Regions from separate parts of the Mus musculus genome. Here region 2 is linked to region 1. A link is a contact called in public HiChIP or PLAC-seq data. All regions are on one chromosome and are shown on one strand. Each heading gives the region's core, a stretch centred on a gene start, on an enhancer-like site or on the middle of the called end of the contact. The rest is flanking DNA. Distances are from core to core; before and after follow the strand shown. Region 1 has its middle 16 kb from the start of Mdh2. Region 2 overlaps Hip1 (huntingtin interacting protein 1).

Evidence for each region. HiChIP or PLAC-seq counts read pairs in DNA pulled down with a chosen protein or histone mark.
Region 2: a contact with region 1 is called in an H3K27ac HiChIP or PLAC-seq map of embryonic stem cells, with 3 times the contacts expected there. The contact joins two enhancer-like sites. A contact is called at or near these places in 5 of 115 datasets of contacts at active chromatin or transcription factors (embryonic limb bud and embryonic stem cells) and 2 of 9 other capture datasets (embryonic stem cells and pancreatic islet).

The regions. Positions count from the first base shown.
Region 1 is chr5:135,790,557-135,797,948 of GRCm38.p6, forward strand. No RefSeq gene overlaps it. Among named protein-coding and RNA genes, the nearest start is that of Mdh2, 16 kb to the left of the region's middle. Within about 2 kb of position 3,940, at least 225 of the 459 cell types and tissues checked have an H3K27ac peak or open chromatin away from gene starts, as enhancers often do. A contact at or near this core is called in embryonic stem cells, where this site is marked.
Region 2 is chr5:135,492,559-135,499,265 of GRCm38.p6, forward strand. All of the region lies in intron 1 of Hip1 (huntingtin interacting protein 1), which reads right to left. Among named protein-coding and RNA genes, the nearest start is that of Gm52790, 40 kb to the right of the region's middle. Within about 2 kb of position 1,918, at least 28 of the 459 cell types and tissues checked have an H3K27ac peak or open chromatin away from gene starts, as enhancers often do. A contact at or near this core is called in embryonic stem cells, where this site is marked.

The sequences.
Region 1 (7,392 bases), core at 2,690-5,189:
TAGGGAGACCTTATCTCAAAATAATAACATCAACAAGAACTAGCGGCTATTCCCACGTTAGGCAGAGGCCCCTGAAGAGTCAGAGAAGTCTAAGGCCAGCTTAGCGGTGCATGCCTGTCACCCCAGCTACTCTGTGGAGGGTGAGGCAGGAGGGTCTAAAGGCCAAGGCCTGCCTGCACTGCAGAGTTAAGAGCAGTTCCAGGCCGCTGAGGGAGGGAGACTGTCTCAGAACATTAGAGCAGCAGGGTAGAGCCCAGCTATAGAGCAGTAACCTATGATTAGTGGCATGGCTGGAATAGAGTGCTTCCTAGCATGTCTCTTAAGATCTGTCATGCTTTTAACCATCAATTTGACACAGCCTAGAGTCACATGAAAGGGGAGTTTTCCAATTGAGGGATTGCCCTGTTTTGTGTAATTTTAAAAAGCACTAGCTCATTTGACCCTGGGCTGCTGTTCTCCCTGCTGTCCCTTCTCCTCCTGCCCACTATGCTCTGCAGATGGAAAACACTAGACAGTAAATATTTTAAAACTAGCTAGATAGTTGATTCTTGTCAGCTAACCTATTCTAGCCAACCGCCAGGGCAGAGACTGCCATTTCCAGCCCCCCAAGATCTTACATGGTTGTTTCATCCTCCCTGTCCCTTCTCCTCCTCCTGGGACCCAAAAGTCCCACCTTTTTCCCTTCACCCAGCAATTGACTTCTGCCTCCTTTATTGTTACAATCAAGAACCAATTTGGATATCAACACCTCCCTCTAAGTTACCCAGATTAAATGTGCCTGCAGGCAAGTCTATATGGCATTGCCTTAATTGTTAATTTTGTTGGGAGGCCCTGCCCACTGTGGGCAGCAGCATTCCCTGGACAGGTGGTCCTACAATGAAGGAAAGCTCACTGGGGCTAGAGGGAGCTGGTTAAAGGCCTATACTATTCTAGAACCTAGTTTAGTCACCAGCACTCATACCAGACAGTTGACAGCTGCCTGTAACTCCAACTCCAGGGGGACCTACAATGCCTCTGGCTTCTGTGAGCAAAGGTGCAGGTACAAATAGCCACACAAACACTGAAGATAGTAGTTGGGTATGGTGGCACACCTTTAGTCCCAGCACTCAGGAGGTGTGGCAGACAGATCTCTATGAGCTCCAGGCTAACGTGGTCTTCATAGTTCCACTACAGAGTGAGACCCTGTCTCAACAGAACAAAATAATCTTTTAGAAATTTGGCTGAGTGTAAGCTTTCTGCCCTTGTTTGGCAGTGAAGTGAGTTCCTTGGTCTGAGGTAATATGTGGAATGGCAAGCAGGCCTGCTATCAGGTTCCTGCCTTGAGCTCCCTCAAATGATAGCCTGAGACCTGGAAGTTTAAGCCACATAAGCCCTTCTTCCCTGAAGTGTTTTTGGCCATGGTGCTTGTCACAGCAGCAGAGAACAGACTGGATCAATTCCTAGTGCCACCAAAAATAAAAGGTCTGAGGAGCAAGTTCATGGTCAGCCTGGCTTACATAGTGCAGTCTGCTCCAGGAGGGGAGAAACAGAACCACCTCCTTTGTGCCTCAATTCTGCAACCTTCCTTTCACCTGACAGGCTGGAGCTAAGGTCTAGTGATCTCTTGGTTGTGGATGGTCACTGCTCATATTTCAGGGCTGCCCCATGGGTGCTGGCATAGGCTGGGATAGCTCCAGGCCCTATTTCTTTCTTTTTTTTAAGATTGGTACTGGAGGGCTGTTGGGCTGTTGAGATGACTCAGGGGTTAAGAGCACTGACTGCTCTTACGTAGGTCATGAGTTCAAATCCCAGCAACCACATGGTGGCTCACAACCATGTGTAATGAGAAAATTAAAGGCCTGGTGCGAGAGGGAAGTGGGGAGAGGGGGAACAACTGATGCTGGAGAGCAAACGCAGGTTCTCATTCTTGCATGACTAGTCAGCGCTCTACTTGACTGGACCATCTGCCCAATCCTGGTTAGTCCTTTTTTTTTTTTTTTTTGTATAGACTTTATTATTAAAAAATCCTTTAAGTAAATAAAAGTATCACACACCCAAAAATGTAGACCCAAAGTCCATATAACTTAGTGAACTTATGCACAGTTAGAATTGGTATTAGAGGGGGCTGGTAAGATGACTGCTCTTCCGAAGGTCCTGAGTTCAAATCCCAGCAACCACATGGTGGCTCACAACCACCCGTAATGAGATCTGACACACTCTTCTGGTGTGTCTGAAGACAGCTACAGTGTACTTATGTATAATAATAAATGAAGCTTGGGCTGGAGCAAGCAGGGACTGAACGAGCGGTATTGACCAGAGTGAGCTGAGGTCCTAAAAATTCAATCCCTAAAAACCACATGAAGGCTCACAAACATCTGTATAGCTAAGGTGTACTCACATACATAAAATAATCTTCCTTTAAAAAAATTGGTATTAGAAACAAATTGTAGCAAAGCGAGGTGTTTAATTCCAGCACCAGGAGTCAGAGGCAGGCAGATCTCTGAGCTGGAGGCCAGCCTGGTCTACATAGTTCCAGGACAACCAGGGCTACATATAGAAACATTGTCTCAACCTAAAGAGGAAGAGAAAAGAAACCAGCCACGAAGCATCACCACATAAACACATACCACCCAGCAAAAACTCCATGGCAAGAGTGAAAGTAGGAAAGCAATGACCTTTATGTCCTCTGGCTACATGCTTTTTTGACAGTCTCACTATGTTTAAGGTAATACAAAATCCCGCTTAAGGTGAAAAATCCTTCTGAGCGCTGGGATCTCAGGTCCCACTGCCACATTGGTGTTGGCTCCTGCCTGTCAGGTCTCGCCTGACAGCTCTGGTCTCAGAACTAGCAGGAGAAATGAAGGTGAAGGGCTGGGACCCCAAGGCTCCAGAAAAGACACCCCCAGATGTCTAGGCAGAGCAGGGATCTCCAGTCTTCCTTGGCAGCCTGCTCACACAGGAGAGTGCTGGGCTAGCATTTCAGGCAGCGAAGGAGCAAGTGTGTCCAAACTTCTGAGCCTGAGATTAAGGCCTTGCCAGCTACAAGGTTCCTCATCAAAAGTCCCACAATCTAGTAAGGAAAACATTGCATAAGGTCGACAGTTCCCTGGTAGAGGACATGTTCTTCATAAGCACAAGGCCGTGAGTTTGAACCCCCAGGACTCACTGGCCAGGCAACCTGGTCACATCACTGAGTGGCAGGCCCATGAGACAGACTGTCTCAAAACCAAGATGGACAGACTGGATGTTCTGAGGAACACCTGAAGTTGACCTCTGACCTCCACACACAAGTGCACACACAGACAAACACACCTGAACACACGTGCACACAAATATAAATCTAACAAAAGAGGGAGATGACTCGATGTTTTAAATAACTTCACAATTTGGTGTTAGGCCACAGACTGAAGCTGCTTCAGTCCAATGAGAAAGATCCTCTTTGCATGCGAAGTGGGCTCTAGACTACATTCCGGGAAAGTGCCAAGAGACTCCTAGCCAAAGGCCGGCACTCCACGATGCAAGAACACAACAGAGAGCCTGAGAGTCAACGGGGTGGCTGTAAGCAGCTTGGGAAGGGCCAACTCACTTCTCAGCCCCATTTCCACTCCCTCTCAGCGCCACTGGGGAGATGCTCAGTGGGGGAAATACCTAGTACTTAAACACAGACGAAGAGCACACAGAAAAAGCCAGGTGTGGCATTATGCACATGTAACCACAGCACTGAGGAAATTGGAGGTAGAACGGAGACAGGAGGATTCCTGGCACTTGCTGGCCAGCCAGGCTAGCCAATCAGGGAGCTCTGGGGTCAGTGGAAGACCAGGAAGAGCTGGAGGGATGACTTAGCAGCTAAAAGCTAGTACTGTTCTTGTAGAATGTCCATCCAGTTAACTCCCTCCCTGACCACCTCCTGTTTCCTGACTAGCAAAGCAAGGCGAGGGTGGTGATTGGAGTGTTAATGTGCTCATTATGCAAGCCATTATGAGAGGCAGTCCTTAGCAGCTTCGAGGCAGTGGGGGACCCGAATGAGAACAAATGGATTGTAGAAGATTGCTGGGGTCAGGGGAAGGAACCACGGTCGCATTGGAAAATGAAAAGGAGAGCAATTTAGTGAGTTTTCGTGAGTTCGCTGTGGTGTCCAGGCTTCCGGGCCCAGACTCTGCAGTTCCCTCTGTGGCCAGAAGAGGGGGCGAGAGGCCGATGCTGTGCATAGTTTCCAGGCAGACTAGGTCACTCGGGAGTGAGATTAGCATTCCAGAGCCAAATCAGGCTAGCCGTGCTGTCTGGTCTTGTCTCATCCAGGCAGAAGGGAGGGGACAGTCGCCAGCCGCCAGAGTAAGAGCAAACAATAAAGGGAGGGCCAAGGAAAGACGCCCCTAGGTCGGAAAGCAAAGCTCTGAGTCTCTGTAGGTTTGAGGGAGTGGCCAGACTGTCTATGGGCTTTTCCTGCCTCCAACGCTCTGGACACTGGACAAGGACAATGCTGATATCCAAGGAGAAAGGAGGCTGATATTCAAACCCAGTGTAGAAGAAAGCTACCTAGGGGACAGGAGTGGGGACAGGCCCAGGTCTGCCCTGCAGTTTCTGCAGACATCTGAGGCCAGAGACCTGGCCTGGGGCCTGTATTCTGGGCTCAGGATAGATCGCCTGAACCTACTTTAAAAGGCTATTGTTAGCTCCCAGTAAGAGGCTTATTGCTCTTCCGGAGGACCTGAGTCCAGTTTCTAGCACTCAGGTGTGGACTGTTCCAGAGGATCCAACGGCCTCTTCCAGGCTCTGGGGACTCCTGCACTCAGGTGCTGCACATAAATCTGCACAGGTAGGGGACTCAGAGATGGCTCAGTGGTTAAGATGACTGGTTGCTCTTCCAGAGGTCCTGAGTTCAAATCCCAGCAACCACACGGTGGCTCACAACCGTCTGTAATGGAATCCGATGCCCTCCTCTGGTGTGTCTGAAAGCTGAGAACTCGTACATAAAGCAAATAAATAAATATTTTAAAAACCAAAACAAAAGACTGTGCAGGTAGACATATACATAAAAATGACAAATCTGACCGAGAGAGAGAGAGAGAGAGAGAGAGAGAGAGAGAGAGAGAGAGAGAGAGAGAACTGTTGTCTCCTTTTCTCTAACACAAGGGGATCCTAGCCAGTTGACTAGATCACATTCTCTCTTGACCCTCTTCATTCTGTTATGCCATCTAACTGGGGTCACTGCAGGGCAGACAGAAGCAGATGCCAGAAGTGGAGAACCTCTTGAAAATAGTCACCCCAGGATAGCTGACCTACTGGGGAGGAAGAGACATTTCCGTAGCCCACTTAAGTCACCTGTTGTTGCTCTGTCTGAGGCCATCGCCTGTAGATCATCCCAAAATTCCCTTTAGTAAATGGGTAACTGCTGAACACGCCAAGAGGACCCCTAAGTCCACTGATCAGTACCCAAGTGCTTCCAGTATCCGGTACCCATCTGTCCTAGTCAGGGTTTCTAATACTGCACAAACATCATGACCAAGAAGCAGGTTGGGGAGGAAAGGGTTTATTCAGCTTACACTTCCACATTGCTGTTCATCACCAAAGGAAGTCAGGATAGGAACTCACACAGGTGGAACCTTGGAGGCAGGGGTGGATACAGAAGCCGTGGAGGGGTGCTGCTTGCTGGCTTGCTTCCCCTGGCTAGCTCAGCTTGCCTTCTTATAGAACCCAGGACTACCAGCCTAGGGATGGCACCACCCACATAGGGCTGGGCCCTCCCCACTTGATCACTCACTAATTGAGAAAATGTGTTATAGCTGGGTCTCATGGAGGCATTTCCTCAAGGGAGGATCCTTTCTCTGTGATAACTCCAGCTTGTGTCAAGTTGACACTAAACCAGCCAGTACACCATCTAAAACCAGATTTTATTTTTAATTATATGTTGCGGGGGTAGAGAGGGGAATTGCATGTGTGTGCAGGTATATGTGAAGTCCAGGAGAAGGGGTCAGATCCCTGGAGCTAGAGTTACAGGTGGTTGTGAGCATCCTGACATGAGTGCTAAGGCTCTGATCTCGAGTCCTCTGCAAGAGCAGTGAGAGTGTCCTTAACCATTAAGCCACCTCCCAGCCTTCCTTCCTTCCTTGGTTTTATTTTTGAGGCAAGATCTCCCTATGTAGCTCAGGCTACCCTGGAAACCATGATCCTTCTAGCTCAGTCTGCTGGGTGCTGAGGTGTAGCATCATACCCAGCTATACTGAATCCTTCAAAGGATTTTGTTTTTTTATTTTATGTGTATGAGTGCTTTGCCTGTGTGTGCACCATAAGTGTGCAATGCCCACACAGTCAGAGGAGAGCACTAATTCCCCTGGGACTGAAGTAACAGATGGTTGTGAGCTGCCATACTGGTGCTGGGAACCGAACCTCCGTCCTCAGTAAGAGCATCCAGTGCTCTTAACTGCTGAGCCATCTCTCCAGCCCTAGTTAAATATTTTAATAGCACCATAGACTGGCACTCCTCCTAAATACAAGCTCAAGTTTGGGGATCCAGAGAGCAACTTATATATCCCATTCCAGGGCACCCACACAGCTGTTCACCTCACTGAGCTACACTTCCATTCCTGAAGGGGGCTCAAATCCAGGACTTGGAAGTGGGATTTTTGTTGAAGTGGGTTTTTGTTGTTGTTGTTTTGTTTTTCGAGACAGGGTTTCTCTGTATAGACCTGGCTGTCCTGGAACTCACTCTGTAGACCAGGCTGGCCTCGAACTCAGAAATCAGCCTGCCTCTGTATCCCAAGTGCTGGGATTTGGAAGTGGTTTTTCCCATCGCCTATGATGGTGAGTTTCCATTGGCAACTTGGTGGAATTTGGTTGCTGGCTGTGTCCATGAGGGCATTTCTAGACAGGTCTAACTGAGGAGAGGAAACCCACCCTGAATGTGGGCAGCAGCGTCCCTCGGTCTGAGGTCCTGGAAGGGATGCAAGGAAGAAAGCAAGCAGAGCCCCAGCATCCCTCTCTCGCTGCTTCCTGACTATGGATGCCTCGGGAGGAGTTGCCTCATGCTCCTGCTGCTGCTGCTGCACCTTCCCTGACAGATAAGCTCACACTGTGGGACACAGCCGTCCCTTCCTCCCCTAAGCTGCTCTTGTCGTGGTGATAAGGAAAGGAATTAATATACCCCAAGGCCAACATCGTATAATTAATGATATTTCTTTCCCAAAGTGACCCCTGGGCAACAGCATTTGTAAATGAGAGTCCCCAGAAAGACACAACTGAACAGAACCCGAACGGTGTAGAGAATTTAGAAGGTTCCCAATTCTAGAGGCAGCTCATCTTGGGCTTGCTTTGGCCCCTTTCGTTACCCACCTCTGTACATGACCTAATATCTTTTAGCCCATTAGGAAAGTACTTTGGGGGGCTGGTGAGATGGCTCAGTGGTTAAGAGCACTG
Region 2 (6,707 bases), core at 668-3,167, 300 kb before region 1:
CCACCCGACCTGAACCCTCCAGCCAGGGGCTGTGCTGCCCTTGCTCCAGATGCCCTTCCCTTTAGAATCCAACCATTTGGTTACCTGCCCTCTTGGACTTCTCTCTTTGAGCCTCCTAGTTACTGAACCTGGCTCCCCTCCCCTCCTGTCCCTATCTTCCCCTCCCCTCCCCTCCCCTCCTCACATGGCTAAGGGGCATGACCAACTGGACTCTCCCAACTGATTTCTGTAAGGTGTCCCTGCCTCTGGCTATGCTCTCCCTTGTATCTACAATAAACTTTCTCCGCCACCACACCCAGAAGTCATGTCCTTTCCTTTCTATTTTTTTCCATTCAAAACTTTTGATTGTGACCTAGTAACATAAATTTCCAGGTTCTGGGCTCCAGAGCCATAAGAAGATGAGGGGGCAAGGTACTGCTTCTATTTTTATTACATTTACGAAAGAGAGAGGCTGTGCGTGTGTGCGTGTGTGTGTGTGTGTGTGTGTGTGTGTGTGTGTGTGTGTGTGTGTGTTTGCAAAAATCCATTCTTTCCACCATGTGGGATCCAGGAGATCTGAACTTAGGTCACTGGGTTTGGTGGCAAGCACCCTTACCCATTGAGCCCTGTCATTGGCCCCAGAATTCTGATGTTTTAACTACTGAGCCTGTGGTCAGCTTTGTTGTAGCGATTACTGGAAATGCACATGCTCAAAGGCCAGCAAGCACTGAAGCTTGCCTAAACTGCCCTTGGGCTGGGCTGCTTTCCAGTTACCTCACCCTGAAGCTGTGACAAAAGAGGACCAGCTAGCCAGGGGCAAGAATGTACCTTGCTCCATTTACAGGGGCGAGGCCTGTGCAGAAGTGTCTCAGAAAACAGCCTCTGGGGGCTGCTGAGCACCTAAAGGCACTTACCTAAAGAACTAAGTTCGATCCCTGGGACCCACATGATAAAAGGAGTCAACTGATTACTGGAAGCTGCCCTCTGACCTCCACACAAGGACAGTGGCATATGTGGGACATGTGTGGGCCCCACCAATAAATGAATAAGCACATAAATAAGTAAATAAATAAATGGAGTAAAAATTGTAAAACAAACACACCCTCTCAACTGATCTACATATTTGCCTGTAGTCTCTTCCTCTCTCATCATTCTTTTTTTTTTTTTTTTAAAGATTTATTTATTATTATAATTAAGTACACTGTAGCTGTCTTCAGGCACACCAGAAGAGAGTGTCAGATCTCATTACGGATGGTTGTGAGCCACCATGTGGTTGCTGGGATTTGAACTCAGGACCTTCGGAAGAGCAGTCAGTGCTCTTAACCGCTGAGCCATCTCTCCAGCCCCCTCTCTCTCATCATTCTTACAGTAATTTAATTATAATTTCTCATCGGCCAACCTCAAATAAAAAACAGATCCCCTTTTTTTTTTTTTAATCAAGACCTTTAATGCTTTGGCCTCCCCTCCCACCTTTGTAGTCTACCTTCTCCCAGTCTCTCACCCCTCCCACTTTACCATACTTCTCATCTTTGGCAATTTAAGTGAGACCCTTACCTCAAAGTAAAAACCAAAAAAACCTAAACAAACAAACAAAATATAAAGAGGGCTGGGGGCATGACTCAGCAGTAGAGCCCTGCCTAGAATCCTCCAGTAAGGGGCTGGGGGCGTGGCTCAGCGGTAGAGCCCCTGCCTAGAATCCCCCAGGGAGGGCCTGGGGGCGTGGCTCAGTGGTGGAGCACCTGCCTAGAATCCTCCAGTGAGGGGCTGGGGGCGTGGCTCAGTGACAGTGCTTTCCTAGCAGGTGTGAAAGCCTCAGTACCACACATAAAAGAAAGTTTTATGGAAAAGGGAGAAAGCTGCCATTCTTTGACAAGTATATAGACCAGTGGATGTGTCCTGGTGGAGGCTGACACCTACTGGTGACCAGATTTGTGCAGCCTGGCCCTACACATTCCACACCACAGGCCTTGGGGGCCAGGCCAGGGTAGGGCGTTGATACAGAGCATTGCGTTGTAAAGGTGATCAATTTCAGTAATTCCCAGTGATAAGCTTAGTAATCAAACAATGCTTGTCAAAGGGCTTGTAGCCTTAGTTGTTACGCTATTGTTTTTAAAAATAAAGTCTCTCTCTACAGGGCTGCAGTGTTTACAAAATACCTTTTGGTCTATTGTCTCGTTCAATCCTACGCGCATCCGGGAGGCTGGGGCAGAAGGCATTGTTATGACTACGGAGATACATGCTGATATAAGGAGCAGTGACCATGGAACCTGGGGATAAGCAGGGATAGGCCAGAGGTCCCTGGATTTGTTTTGTTTTGTTTTTTGTATTTTTTTCAACTGTTTATTTGTGGTTGTGAGCCTCCTCCGTGTGGGTGTTGAGAATCAAACCCAGGTCCTCTGGAAGAGCAGGCAGTACTCTTAACCACAGAGCCACCATCTCTCTAGCTCCTGACCTGCCTCAAGGGTGCTGGGGACCCAGGTGTGCACTGCCACACCCACCTTAAGTTTCTTCAACTTTGTATACTATGCTTTAATATCTGCAGTGAAGAGATGGGACTAGGTTGTGGCTCAGTGGGTAGCATCCTTACCTAGCACGCATGAAGCTCTGAGCTCCATTCCAGTGTCACATCAACCCACCATGGCAGAACACAGCCCTCAGGAGGCAGAGGCAGGGGGATTAGACATTCAAGCTCATCTTTGGCTACCTTAGCGAGTTGAAGTCTAGCCTGGACTACAGGAGACACATTTCAAAACATCCAACGTGGGTTGGAGAGATGGCCCATCAGATAAAGGCTCGTGCCTGGAGAGGCTTTGGCAAGCTGAGTTCGAACCCTGGAGCCCATGTGAAGGCAAAATGGAGAGAACAGACTCCACATCGTTGTCCTCTGACCTTCATGTGTGTGCCACGGCAGATATGTGCACACACAAGAATAATTAAATAAATAGAAACATTAGGAAAGATGGAAGAGAAGGTGATATGAAGGAAGGGGTAACAGAAGAGCAGAGAGACAGCTCAGCGGTTAAGGGCATTCACCGCTGCTGTGTCAGAGGGCCAGGGTTTGGAGTGTGTAGCATCTACAACAGATGGCTCACAAATACCACTAACTCCAGCTCCGGGGAATTTGCGCCTCCTTCTGGCCTCTGTGAACACCTGCGCACTCTGCACACACATGCACAGCACAGACACACACAAATAAAATCATACAATAAGTCTTTGTTGTTTGTTGAAACAAGATTTCTCTGTGTCGCCCTGGGCTGTCCCCCTTCAAACTCAGAGATAAGCCCGTCTCTCCTTCCTGGGTGCTGGAACTACAGGTGCCTGCCACCACACCCGGCTATAACATGTCTTTTTTTTTTTTCTTCCGAGACGGAGTTTCTCTGTGTAGCCCTGGCTGTCCTAGCTGTAGACCGGGCTAGTCTGGAACTCAGAAATCCACCTGCCTCTGCCTCCCAAGTGCTGGGATTAAAGGCGTGCACCACCACTGCTCAGCAACATAAAAGAGCTGAACCTGATGGCATACAGATCTCTGTAAGTTTGAGGCCAGCCTAGTCTACAAAGTGGGTTCTAAGACAGCCAGAGCTACACAGAGAAACCCTGTCTAAAAAAAATAGAAAGAAAAGCAAAAAAGAAGAAAAAGGAAAAGGAAAGGAAAGGAAAGAGGGGCTGGTGAGATGGCTCAGTGGGTAAGAGCACCCGACTGCTCTTCCAAAGGTCCAGAGTTCAAATCCCAGCAACCACATGGTGGCTCACAACCATCCGTAACGAGATCTGACTCCCTGGTGTGTCTGAAGACAGCTACAGTGTACTTACATATAATGAATAAATAAATCTTAAAAAAAAAGGAAAGGAAAGAAAGAGAGAGAGAAAGAATAAGAAAAAGAACCCTATGGATTGGCTAAGCATCTCTCCGGTGTGTCTATCAGGTGCCTCCAGAGACAGATCTGGAGGGCTTTGACCTAATCAGAGGATTAATTATTTAATGTATTCACAATATGCCATTATAGAAGGTGGTCAAAGGTAGGGTGGGGCCCAGCTGGAGGAAAATCACTGAGTATGACTTTTTTTTTTTTTTTGAAACAGCATTTCATGTCCCTTAGGCTATGTACCTGATCCCTTTACCTCCACCTCCTGCGTGCTGCTGGCATTACAGGCTCCTCCAACTGTGCCCAGTTTGTGTAGTGCCAAGGACGGAACTCAGCCTTGTGTATACCAGGCAAGTACTCCACTGACTTACATCCCCAACCCCTTTCTTTCTCTTTTACTTTTTGTTTCTTTCTTTTTTCATTCTTATTTGTTTGTTTGTTTTTTGAGATAGGGTTTCTCTGTGTAGCCCTAGCTGTCCTGGATCTAAGCTCTGTAGACTCATAGAGATCTACCAGTCTGAGTGCTGGGATTAAAGGCATTCCCCAAAAGCACCTGGCCCTGTGTTTTTTTCCTTTTTTATCGTCGGAGACCCCAGCCCATGAAATATCAGTGCCTACATTCAGGGTGGGTCTTCCCTCCCTAGTTAAATATCTCTGCAAACACCTCAGCACTTCTATTTATTATATGTTATTTATGTATTTATGTATTTATTTATTTAGAGACAGGGTCTCACTACGTAGCCCTGGCTGACCTGGAACTCAACATGTAGTCCAGGCTGGCTTCAAAGTCAGAGATAAGCTTGCCTCTGCCTCCCATGTGCTGGGGAATTAGAGGCGTGCACCACCACAGCTGGCAGGTTTTATTCATTTGTGTTGTTTTGTGTGTGTGTGTGTGTGTGTGTGTGTGTGTGTGTGTATGCAGTGTATATCAGAGAGAGAAAGGGAGAAGGGGAGAGACAATGTGGGGTCAAAGGCTGACCTGAAGAAGATAATTTTCTCCTTCAACAGCGTGTGTCCCAGGGGCTGAACTCAGGTTGTCAGTCTTGGTGTCTGACACCTTTACCAGCCCAGCCATTTTGCTGGCCCAAGACTCAAGAGTCTAAGTCTCAGCAAGTAGGCGATTGGTCAATACAGCAGGAAGAGGGTGGAGCTAAGCCGCTCTTGGGGCAGCTGGTGCCCTGGACTTCTGGGATTCGTACTCAGAATGACAAATTTAGCAATTAGAATGCCTATGGCTCTTCCCAGGCATGTCACCCTCTGTGTTCCTGAAAAAACAAACAGTAGTCAGTAGTTCTGGACAGAGTCCTGAGCTGACCCCACAGCAGGTGCTGGGCCTCAGGTCCCCTGGTGACCTGCCACAGCAATCATCTGAGGGAAGGACAGCCCCATATGTGTTGTGTTTGCCTAATGGACCAAACAGGAGAGCCAACTGCAAACTCCACAAATCTCCCTCAAGGGCATTAGCGTGGCAGCACCCAAGTACTGGCAAGGGCAGCTCACTAAAGGCCTAGTTCCAGGGCTGAGGATGTAACTTGACTGATAGAGCTCGTGCCCAGCATGCGTGAGGCTCTGGCTCCATCCCTGGCACCACACAAACAGGGCATCATGGCATCTGCCTATAACCCAGGCATTCACAATATGGAGGCAGGAAGATGAAGAATTAATTCAAAGTCACGACTTAGCTAGTGTGAGTTACAGATCGGCCTGGGCTACGTGAGACCCAGTATCCACAAACAGGGGATAAAGAGATGGCTCAGTCGGTCAAGTCCTTGCTACATAAATATGAAGACCTGCTTGATTCCTGGCACCCAGAGAGAAGGTCCACCAATATTGTTGCACGTGCTTGCAATCCAGGAGCTGAGCAGGGAGTACAGGAGGATCCTGGGGCTCAGGGAACCACCAGTCCCGCCTACCCAGGAAGCTCCGAGTCCAGAGAGACCTTGCCTCAGAAAAATACAAGGTGAAGGGCAGGAGACCATTCAGTGGGTAAAGTCACTTTCTGCCAAACCTGATTGCCTGAATTTGATCCCCAAGTCTCACGTGGTGAAGGAAGAGGACACCCCTATAAAAGTACTGGAGCATGGGGTTAGGATTGTATGCACATGTACACACACACACACACACACACACATACTCACACACACACACACACACACACACACACACTCACACACACACACACACACACACACACACACACACACACACACACACACACACACAGAGCCCTGGCTGTCCTGGAAATTGATATGTAGCCCAAACTGACCTCGAATTTATAGAGATGTTCCTGCCTTTGCCTCATGAGTGCCTGACATTGACCTCCACACACATGTGTGATAGCACAGACAGACAACAATTAAACAAAGAAGCCCAGTCACAGGTATCTGAGCCTGCGCTCAAACTAATGAGGTCTGTGTAGCTGTACTTTGCCATGGGATCAGGATGCTCTCTCACTGTGGCGTGCCAGGATGTGTCTGTGTGGCCCAATCTGCCGCATTCCCAGCCTGGACACTGAGCCACAGTGAAGATGGTGCCTCAATCAAACCCGCCATAAGTAGTAATTTCTGTTTCCCCCATATCCTCTGGTCAACTCAGACTAGCAAAGGCACCAATCACTTGCTGCTGACAGTTTGTTCTTTGGGAGCAAGGCCATCAGCAAAGACAGGTCTGCCCTGGGGCTCTCTCTGGGCACCAGCTGGGGATGTCAGAACTGTCCCCGGGGAAGGCTGAGAGCTTTGGCATCAATGAGTAATGAGAAGAGGATTGAAGCATCACTCGGACAGAGCCAGCAAAGGCTAAGTGTTCTTCAGCTATCACAGTGAAGATCAGTCTGGGGCAGTCAAGAGCCTAGGAGACACAGTCATT